Regions from separate parts of the Mus musculus genome. Here region 1 is linked to region 2. Evidence: chromatin contacts called from public promoter capture Hi-C data. All regions are on one chromosome and are shown on one strand. The core of a region is the stretch at or near the end of the contact, and the rest is flanking DNA. Distances in the headings are between cores, read along the strand shown.

Region 1 (5,359 bases), core at 567-3,066, 530 kb after region 2:
CACACTGTCACACAGAACCACTCACCTCCCCTCTTGTCCCCACCCCCAACCGTGCCACCAAGAGACCCACAATGACACTCTGCGAAATGGACACTTCCAAGAGACAGCTTGGCGCCGGAGCTCTGCGCCACCAGGCGCACCCGGCGCCGGTGAGGTGATAGCAAGGGGCTGTGGCTGAACTGGGTGGTCCCCAATCTGACCCCGGGCTGCAGCAGTCACCAGTACCGCTCACCTACTGGCGACTCGACGAGTGGGTCAGACCCCTGAACCTAGGAGCGCGCGTCCTTCCGCTCTCCCGCTGTCTGTCCGCTGATCGCGTCCCAGCGGCCCAACCTTGGGGGCGGGGAGCGAGCGGGGCTGGCGCCGCTGCCTCCCCCGCTGCCCGCGCGCGCTCCGCAGCGCCAGGCCGGCCGCGGCTGCAGCCAGAGCCTGACTCACGGCGGCGTCGCAGACACCTCCGCCTCCTCCCTAGGGAGGGAGGGGGCCCGCTAGCCCGGAAGCCAGGACCCCGGGGAGTCGCAAGGCTGGCACCCCTCTATCCCATGAGCTGCATGGCTCTCATATCCACCGACCACCAAGCCGCTGCTACCCCAGTCCACCTGTGCTCAAATTCTCTCGCGGGTCCTCAAGTCCCGGCAAGTCTGTCTGCTGAGCATTCCACTTTATTCCCACGGCTGACCCCCCTTCTCCCTACATTTCTTCCACCTGAACCTTGTTAGCTCCAAGACCTGTGCCTTCAGAACCCCCTTACCTAGCATCTCTTCTCCCTGCCCTGTTGAGTCCCACCTGCCATCCTCAGTCCCGTGGCGGTCCTAGCCTTTTCTCATGAGGCCCTGTCCTGGTATCAGCTTTTTAAGCCCTCACCCACCTCTTCCTTGATCTTGCCCAGCTGGGCTCCAACCTCGCTACTTGCTAAGCCCTGTCTGAGCTGCTCAAGTCTCCATCTCTAATCAGGCTTATTTTGGGAGTCTCTGGTCCCTTGAAGTCTACACACTGCAGATCATAGTTCCCACCTGACTGGGATGCAACACATCAAACCCCAGAGGGACACTCATCTCTGTTCAATCCTGTCTCCCAAGTCCCCAAGGTCAATGTTCAGGGTTGTTTTTTTTTTTTTTTTTCTCCCGAGTCCAAGTCCAGGCCCTTCACCAACAATCTTCAGAACCCTGCCCTGGGCCTCCTTTTTGAAGTCCCTGTCACCCAAGTCTGACATATGTTCTAATATGTTCATCATAACAGGGACTTGAAGGATCTGACCTGTAACAGGCTTGCCTGTCCCTGCTTCACAAGTTTTGCTCTGCCCTCAGGGACAGATGTGCTACTCAGAAGCCTGGGTCCTCTCAGACACCCCTACATTGATTTCCTTAAAGCTCGGTCTGTGTACCCCGCTCATGACCTTTCTGACCCCCATCCTGGGCCCTGACAGTGCTCGGTCCTTACACATGACTTGCTCTAAGCAATACTGTCCTCTAAGACTCAAGGCCAAGCAGTTTCTTCTCTCCCCGCCTCATCTCCTTCCCATCCTCAGTCTCTCTTGGACATTTGTCCTCAACTGATCCCCACCTCCAGAGAAGCCCCAATGGGCTTCCTTCACCATGGAGAGCCCCCAACTGCCCTCCCTCCCTCCCTCAGAACCCCTACCTCACCATGTGGGGGTGGAGTTCTCAGTAGGTCCTCTTCACCCTACCCTGAAGTTCCCCCAACTGTGTGTAAAAGCCTCGTTTTCTGCCTCCCTGGATCCCATTCTCCCTAGCTCTTCTCTGGGACCCTTTCCAGAGAGTTCCAGGGCTGCCTGGCCCCTAGACTTTCTGGTCTCCTGGAACCTTGGCTCTCTGAACCCTGAGTCTTTCTTCAAAGCCCTGTCTCCTGATTAAGCCCCGCCCCATGCCAAGTTCCTCCCTTTCCAGCCCAAACCCCACCTCTGACCCCCAGCACAGCTCATTTCTGCGTGTCAGGAATTTTCAGTGTGAAGTGGATCTTAAGTGTAGAGGAAAAAAAAAAAAAAAGAAAGAGACTCTCCTTGAGTGGGTGGAATTAATTTCCACACTGGCAAGGACCCCTCCCACCGTTTCTTGGCTTTCTTCTGGGCACTCCCTCATGGAGCCTAGCCTTGTTGGTCCAATAAGCCTGGGGGCAAGTGGGCTGTGCCAGGAAGTCAGTTTTCCTTCATCCAACCCCACCACTGCTTTGGATCCCAAGGGCCTGACAACCAAACATGCTGACACTCCCTCCCCAGCCTGTGTGCGGCTGTGTACCACCCAACTAATTACATCCATTCGCACTCCTGACAGTCTGCTTACCACACAACCTAAGTCAGGTGCTGTCCTTGGCATGTCTGGCCTGGGAGTCTCAGACTTCAGGAAGCAGAAGGGTTGGCCCTTTGGCCCTCGGGGCAGGGTCCACTCAAGGTCATTGGCAAGGTGAAGGGTGAGTTGGAATCCTCTTCCCAAGAGTCAGCTTTATGGCTCTGGAGTCAGCGTCCCAACCTTACACTTTAAGCTGGTCAGGGCAAGACTTGGGTATGGTCCAGCCTCACTAATACCCTGGTCAGGGGTTTGAGGGGAGAAACACCCACCATGAGAAAACTAGAGTAAAGCTAGCTTCCCTATCCCTGCCTGCAGCAAGGGTCTTTCTTCTTCCCAGGGCATGAAGGCTGATGTGAAGGTCACTCAGCTAAGAGACTGATGTGAACCCTGAGCTAGAGTCCGGGGTGCTCCCCGGGGCATCCCTGGGTGGTGATGGTGGCATCAGCGGCATCTGCAGAAGCAGCGGCCCCAGTATGCAGGCCTGGCAGCACAGCTCAGCCTCAGGCCTGCAGGGCAGGGAGGAGATCTGTCTCCAGCTTTGGTGCACAAGCCTTTGATAACACTAGTCTCCAGAAGCCCTGCCAGGCCCTGCGGGACTCCCTGCTCAGATTTCAGACAGAGAACACTGGGTACATGTTTACTGGCCTTCTGACAACCCTTGGTGAACATTCTCCAGAAGTAACCTAACAGGGCTCAGGTATGGGACATATTCCCCTGCCCCAAACCCTCCTACCAAAACAATGACAGCCACTGACCAGCAGGCAAAGGGTGCCAGGACAACCCCAGAAAGTGACAGAGGTCACACTTCCCTATATCCTGTACCTGTTAGTGTGGGGAAGGGGCTCTAAGATTCCAGAGCTGATTCCAAAAGGAAGCTCTACCCTACCAGTAAGCACTCGATAACTCCTACTCTATTTAAAAGCCTGCTGGTTGCCTCCACTGTTGTATTTGAAACCTGTGTTCACCCACTTCTCCCGCCCCCTGAAACCGAACCTTCTCACAGATGCTTGTAGAACAACTGTAGTCCGTGGCAGAGAGTTCTGACCTCTCATCTCCAAGACCCCAGGCAGCCGGGCAGGCTCCAACACTGGCTAGACTCAAAAAGCTGAAGACTGCTTCTTGAGCCTGGCAGAGGCCCAGGCAGGGAGACTGCCCAGGGCACCCAGGACGAGCAGATGGCTTTTCTGACCCAGGCTTAAAGGACTGACTGTTGAAAAGGGAATGTATGCAGCCCAAGATTCCCATCAAGGCTTATTCCGTTTCTTCTGGGAATAGGCTGCTTCCCTGGCAAAGCACAGCAGGTGCTGGCCTGGCCACCTCTGAAAATGATTCAACACAGGACCTAACACAGAATTCTAGGCCCGCTCCATGGCCTCCAGCCAAGGCCACATCCGGCCTGACTACTGCCTGAGGTCCCAGAACCTGCCAGTTCTAGTTCAGACTCATCTTGCCCACAAGGCCAGATAGCAAGCCAGAGCCTCAGGAGTCCCCTCTGTTCACTGGCCTGGTGCTGAAAGCCAAGTCTGGGCTCTAGCACACTCCCTACCCCCCCCCCCCCCAATATTCTCCACAGCCAGCGTGTCCCCGAATTAGCCCTCAGTAGTACTGGGTTCTACTGGTCTAGCTAGCTCCGTCGCCAAGGTCCCAATTCAGAAACAGTACAGAGCACACCAATAGAGATCAAGGCCCAAAACAACTTTATTTGTATTTCAACTTTGGCTCCCAGCTGCCTAGCCCAGGATGAGGGCAGCAGAGGCCAGCCAAAACCAGTCAGTCATCCTACCTCTACCCCAGGCTGAGGCATGCCTTCCCAGGAGGGCGGGGTCAAGCCCTAGGTAACCCCCCAGGTTCATAGTTTTGCTTCTGTCCTCTTGCTCCTTCCTGCTCACCTTCAGGCCTTTGCCAGGCCAGAGTTGGAGGGGCAGTAGAACGTGGTGCCATCCCCAAGCTGGGTGATGGGTCTGGGTCAGAGCAGGTTTCTGGGAGGGATCCTAAGACCCATTTGCCTGCTTCAGAGTACTGCCCACACAGCAAAGGGCGGCAGGACAAGACAATCCATCTCAGCAGCTATTAAACCAGTAGGGGCCTTTGAAGGCAGCCTCGTGTACTGGGTGGGCCTTGGCCTCCTTCAGACAGGCAGAGGGCAGCAATCTGAACCCAGGGTGAGGAACCACAGAACAGAACAGCTGGACAAGCTCCAGCCAGGTCTCCCCCAAGGGTCCAGCAACACTAAGCGAGTGTGACTATGTGTGAGTGGGGCAGGTGGAGGGATGGGGCTGGCTGGCTTCCTCTACTGGACTCTGATCCAGTTCCCTGACAGTGGAGAAGGAGCAAGTTAGAGTACGACAGCATTGGCAAAGCCGACCCTATTGTTGTCTCTGTCAAACACAGTGTAGTAGGAACCAATGAAGACATCGCCCAGGATCCAGAGCGGCCCACTGGGAGGGGGTATGTCCATTCCCATGAAGCCACTCAGGCAGATTGTCTTTCCACCCTGCGATACCTGTAAGGCCAGAATGGGCACATGTGATCACACGGTACCCACACTTCACTCAAGGTGTCCCGGCTTCACACTGCCACCGCCCACACCGACTCACCTTGAGTATATACTTGTCTGGGTGTAGTTCATAGTTTTTGCCTCCTAGCTTCAGGTAGACCGTGGGCAGGCTGGACACCTTCTCACAAGGAATCATATACTAAGATACACAAGAGAGAAGAATGTGGTATTGAAGGTATGGTCTCGGGAACCCTCTCTGCCTGCTGGCCAGCCCACACAGGCCAGTAGCTTACCTCACCCTGGATAAGAGGCACTGCCCCGATGGCCTTCTGCAGCTCCTTCACCTCTTCCACAGGCCCCACCAGAAGAGATGTCCCTGTGTCCACAATAGCCTCACAGCCTCCCTTGCACAGGGTCAGCTCATTGCCCACCTCCAACCTATGAGGCAAATATGTATCAGTCACTTTACCCTGTCACAGGTGAGTATAGGGCATAGCTTGTCTAGACCCTGCCTTGGAAGACACCTGCTTTTTTTGCCCAGGCTTCCCGCACATCA
Region 2 (5,465 bases), core at 2,655-5,154:
GCCTGAGATTCTCCTTTATCTTCCTTTTTCTACCCCCATCCTAGGAACACCTTGAAAGGCTCCCTGAACCAGCTAACCCCTGCTGACCTTTGCCCTGATGCTTAGATGGAGGCATTCTGTCACCCACCTGCCCCTATAAAATAGGGTGACCGTCTCTTGGCTCCGGGAAAACTGTTGCCATCCTAAGAAGTCCAGCCCTGTTTCAGGATTTGAAGTGACCCATGGATCTTGTCATATCTCCCTACCTGGGGTGGCACCTGCTCACAGGCTAGGTCCATCAGTTAGGAAAAGGGCAGAGAGGGTCAAACAGACCAGGAAGCATTGCTGTGAGGTCCCTGGCGGAGGCCAGGGAGATCCAGGTCCTTGTGGGAGGGTGGCACTGTATAGGTGGCCAGGTATGCTCTTGAAGCCTGGGTACAGGTTTGAGTGCATACTTGGCCTTTCTCATGTGATAGCAGCTTAGAGGACCAGGATGTTAGAGCCAGGGTAAACTGTCCAAAAACAATGGATTGTCCAGTGTCACTAAGCAGCACCTGTGGAGACAGCTGGTGTTTGGAGCCCAGGATAACCATGTATTCTCCACTTGTTTCCTCTGTTAGACTAGTCTTAATAGAAACCTGTGAATGTGCAGGAAGCACAGGCTTAACAATACCCAAACCAAGAAGCAGTATTCTTGTGATGAGTCGACGTGGTCTCTCTGAGGCCCCAGGGATACTTTCTCCATAGGGATCATCTTCATCCAGAGCTCTGTGTGGCCCGGTGCAGTTTCCTTTGTCCCAGCTGGCCCTGGACTCAGAGGCCAGGATGAAGGACAGGGTACCGCCCCAGGCTCTGTGGTCAAAAACCACAGGGCTGGTTCCTGGCATAGCTGAGGCGCCCCCACACACACTCTGCACTCCAGGAGGCGGCTGGCCAGCCACCCGCTCCCCCCACCCCTGCCAAGCAGGAACAACCATGTCCCTCCTGTCCCTCTCCTCCCTGTCCACAGCTTCCAACTCCTTCAACTGTGAAGAGGTAAACTTGGAAGGCTGAGCAAACAGGCTTGGTGGCCACCACATCCGGGATGTCTCAACAGCTGCGACCCCAGCAGGCCTGTCACCCTCCGTCTGCAGAGATGAACTCAGTGCCAGAATAAAGACAGGAATTGGGTGGAAGTTGCAGCTCCTCCAGTGTAGTGTGTGGATCTATTGGGTGCCTACTATGTGCTGTCTGTGGGTGCAGATGCCACAGGTTTTTGGTGTTTTGTTTTGTTTTTCTGAGCGAGGATGGCCAGGAGTGGGCAATGTCACCTGAGCTGGGGGTGGATGAGGCTTGCTGGGCTCAGCTCAGTGAACACAGGGTGTCAGATCCCGGGCAAAGGAGAGAAACTGGTAAGGCAGCTAGCTGTCCAAGCAGTGGGGCTCTCCAGAGGTGGGAGACTGCGAGATTCTCCTTCTTATCAGTGAACTGAGTGCAACTGAACACCAGCCGTGTTCAGTTGGGCTCACAGCCCAGTCTGTGAGCACGTAGGAAAGCTGAGGAGAGCAGGTTGCAGTAGAGGCGTAGGTAAGCCACAGCTGGTGACACAGACGATCTAGGCAGGGGACATAGCCCACTCTCCAGACCATCCCTGGGTGTCCTTCAGCAGCGCCATTTAGCAGAGGAGCTGGGCATGAAAGAGAACATCTCAGACCTGAAGATCCTGGTGGGAAGCTTACACAACAAAAGTCTGACGTGCTGATACCCGACCCAGCCCAGGATGGCACCAGGTCCCTAGATAGGAACTGTAGGCCCCATCCAAGGCATGTGATATACACATGCACTGGGCATTAAGAAACTGCAGACGAGGGTGAAAATAGGTGTCAGCCTGGCAGCCAGTCTTAGTACACCCAGAAACACCTGGGGGTGGGGGTGGGATCTGACATGGCAGAGGAAATGTGAGCAGACTTCTGACATTATCATTGAGATAAAGTCTGAATAGTGTTTTTTATCCACCCTGGCTATATCCAGGGCTGCAGCTCAGCGGCATTCCCAGCTGCCCACTTTCACCACTAGAACTTTCTATCTTGCCAACAGACACTGTGTCCCCATTAAAGACACACACTTCACTCGCTGGCCTCCCATCCTGCTTTCTGTGGATTTGATAAGTGGGATATTGCAGAATTCTCTCTTTTGAAACTAGGATCCTCAAGGCCCACTCATGTTGTGATGGACAGCAGAATGCCCTCTTTATAAAAGTCTCTATGCTTGTGGTGGCACATGCATTTCATCTCAGCACTTGGGAGGCAGAGGCAGGTGGATCTCCAAGTTCCAGGCCAGCCTGGTCTACAGAGCAAGTTCTAGAACAGCCAGGGCTAGACAAAGAAACCCTACCTCAGGGAGGGGGAAGGGTCTGTGTGCTAGTCTACAGTAGGGACGGGGTGTTGTTCTCTTAGCCATTGTCCCAGGTCCAGTGCCTGGGGTACTCCCATTTTAGCAACCATGGATGGATCCACTAGATCAGGGGTGACTGTACTTGTCATTGTTTTCTAAGAGTAGACTCGCTAGGCCACATAGAGTTCTATTTTTAACTTAAGGAAGTGTCAGGCTGTTCTCTAGCAGTGGTCCCACTTGGCTGCGCGTTGACTGAGCGGGGTTCCCGCCTCCCCATGTCCTCATGGGGTACCTCCTGTGCTCTGTTGTTTGATGGCCGCTGACCTCTTGGTTCTGAAACAGTTTACAGACTTTTCACATAGACTTTTCCCTTTCCTGTTCCATCTCTAGGAATTTAGTCTCAGAAAGATAAGGATGGGGGCAGACAGGGAGGGGTTTTCGTGATACCAAAGTCACCTGAACACTGTGCCACTCCCTGACATGGCCAACCCCTAGGAACTTTCAGGGGTGGTCAGATCTGGTGTCCATTCCTGGTGGCTATAACAGAAGGAATGTGACTGTATTCTGTATGTATCTAACAGGGAAGAGAAACTTAGACGTGTGCACCCTGCTCTTTGTGGCAGTGTAGAAACGGCGTTGGTGGATATGTTCATGGTTCAGGAAATGGCTCCCCAGAACCCTCAGGAAACCCAACCAACACAATTAAGAGAGCTGAGCCCCCGGGACTCCCATTTCAGGATGGACAGTGGGTCAGGAGACTCCCGGTTATGCCCTTGCCCCACTGTCCCGCAGTTTGGGGTTTACAAGTTCCAGAGCTGAGGCCTGAGGTAGGTCCAGGGCCCTTGAGACCCTTGGTCATTTCCTTTGTCAAGGCCCAGGGTTAATAAGCTGACCCTGGGAAGAGGTGGAGTCCAACTAGAGAAGCTCATGGCCTGCCTTGGCCAAAACCAGTACTGGGCCTCATTTTCTCCATGTGCGTGAGCTCTACAGCAGACAGGAGCCCAGAGACTCATCCTTTCTCAGATTCTGTGAGGGTTCCCCTTCTCCACAGACCCTCAGAAGCTACACAGAACAGGGACCCTGCCAGGCCCATGACCATCTGGAGCATAATTTCCTGAGCCCACCCTCACAGCCTTGTTGATACTTTGGGGACCCAGTGCCTAGCACCTGGGGTCAGCTTCCCCGGCAAACACAAGCCAAGGTTGTTGTCCCTTTGCCCCTGATCCTTGTAGTGTCTAGTCTCCTAGAGGAGCTGACACAGGGCCGCCTGGCCAAATACCCACCCCATAGGCCCAGGGCTTCGAATCCAGAGTAGTCATCTCCCTACCCTGTCCACTCCCTCCCAGTTCTCAGAAGCCACAAGGGGTGGGAGCACTCTGGTGGCACAGTGATGTAAATCCTTCCTTCTCCATGGCCTCTTCCTGCCATGGCCCCTCCCCAAGAGCAAACACACGTGGCTGTGCAGGGAGTAGACCGTGCCTTACATGGCCAGGGAACTGGGCTCTGGGCCAAAGCCTTTGGCTACATAAGTCCAGGCCCCCAGGGAGCAAGTGCCTTGTCTCAGTCCCTCCTGCCTGCCCTCTGTACTGCCCCCAGGATGGGCAGCAGAAACTGGAGCTGGGCTCTGGTCTGGGCCTCCGTGGCCTTGCTCATGGTGTGGCCAGCAGGTAAGGCCGAAGCCCCTTGCCTTCTCAAAACCATCTTCCCAGAGAGATGACTTCCACCTGGGGATTTCTTCTGCTGAGGTGACAGGCACCTCTCACTGTCCCCAACATCGTGGTCCCAGGTCTTGAAGTTCTCTGGGCTCTGGATCCTGTAGCCTACACTCTAGCTATGCCAGCAGTAAGGACCTGACTTTGATGGAAGAGGTTAGGTCCTCTAAGTCTCAGGGTATGAACCCCAGTGAAAACCCGAAGACAGTCTTGGCTTTGGAAATGAATAGGAATCTGAGGTGAATGTGCAGACCACAGAGGTGTTTCTTAGTCCGAGGGACCTGTCTCCGAATTAGCAGGGACAGAGACTATAGTTAGGACAGGCCCTTCCCTTCACTGCTGGGGTCACAGGTACCGAGGTGATTGTCAAGAGCCTGGGGCCTCCGTGAAGTGGATTCTACCTCCAGGTGTTAGGGCCGGAGCCAGAACAGACCGGTAAGATACCCAAAGCCGTAGTCTGAACTAATGGCTGAGTCAGGTGGGCTGTGTGACCTCGTCAGCTGAGCTGTTTTCCCTTGCCTGTTTGCTCTTGAGAAAACCCAGAGTACTAAGACTGTCAGCAAGCAGGGCTAGACTGAATCTCCAAGTGTCGCCACCTCCCCAGGCTCTGCTCTCTAGATTAGGAGTCTGAGCAGGAGGACCCTCAGCTCCAGGTTTCCTGCATCTGTGAAAGAAGAGAGACAGTGGATGTGTGTGTGTGAGGAGGGTATCTCCAAACCCATTCTTTTAGAGCCAGAGAAGCCATAGTTGTTCCTCTTGCTTCTAGGGTTGTCTGATGGCTGCTGACTGCTCCCCTGGGCCGTATCCCCCCATAACAGGGCTCTCCCTGTGTCAGGTCCTGTCCATCAGGGTGCTGAGCCTCCCTGCTGAACAGCCAGCTCTCCTTCCCCACTAACTTCACTTGTAAAGAGCAAATTAAGCCCTGGGTTGCAGAAATGTCCTTTTGGTGACAACTGTTGGGGGTGGGGGCTGGGGGTGGGGGTGAGGTCTTCTTGTATGAATGGGTAACACACACCAAGATAATGTGTGTGTGTGTGTGGGGGGGGGTGGCTGGCTGAGAACTCTCTGGCCAAGTGGAGACTGAGGGATCTCAGCCTGAGGAAGACTGGCATAGAGCAGGAGATGGGATGAGGGTATTCTTACCCACGGGGCCCTCCAGAAGATGGCAGAGGACAGGCTGGGCCAAGCACACTTGGGAGAGGCTGTGGATCTGGGGTCAAGGATGGACAGAGGGAGTGTCCGTGCCTCTGGAGAATGCAGTCAAGCGGGGCCCTTGAGGAAGCATTAATGCACAGGACAGTCCCTGCGGTTTCCAAAGGTCAGCTGGACACGCTGGGAAAATCAAACAGGAAGCCGCGCTGCCCATGGCACTGGAGCAAGTAGCCATCTGAGCGCAGGCCT

The links. Capture Hi-C pulls out chosen DNA fragments and counts their contacts.
Region 1: a promoter capture Hi-C map of adipose tissue shows a contact between it and region 2. The contact joins the promoter of Ifitm10 here to the promoter of Muc5b in region 2. A contact is called at or near these places in 1 of 115 datasets of contacts at active chromatin or transcription factors (pancreatic cancer cells) and 1 of 9 other capture datasets (adipose tissue).

What each region holds. Positions count from the first base shown.
Region 1 is chr7:142,371,930-142,377,288 of GRCm38.p6, forward strand. Ifitm10 (interferon induced transmembrane protein 10) reads right to left here and starts at 1,817. Exons shown (of 3, transcript NM_001347541.1): 1 at 1,647-1,817. The coding sequence starts at 1,649. It overlaps Ctsd (cathepsin D), which reads right to left. Exons shown (of 9, transcript NM_009983.3): 7 at 5,097-5,241; 8 at 4,904-5,002; 9 at 3,981-4,809. The coding sequence ends at 4,642.
Region 2 is chr7:141,835,168-141,840,632 of GRCm38.p6, forward strand. It overlaps Muc5b (mucin 5, subtype B, tracheobronchial), which reads left to right and starts at 3,905. Exons shown (of 49, transcript NM_028801.2): 1 at 3,905-4,019. The coding sequence starts at 3,950.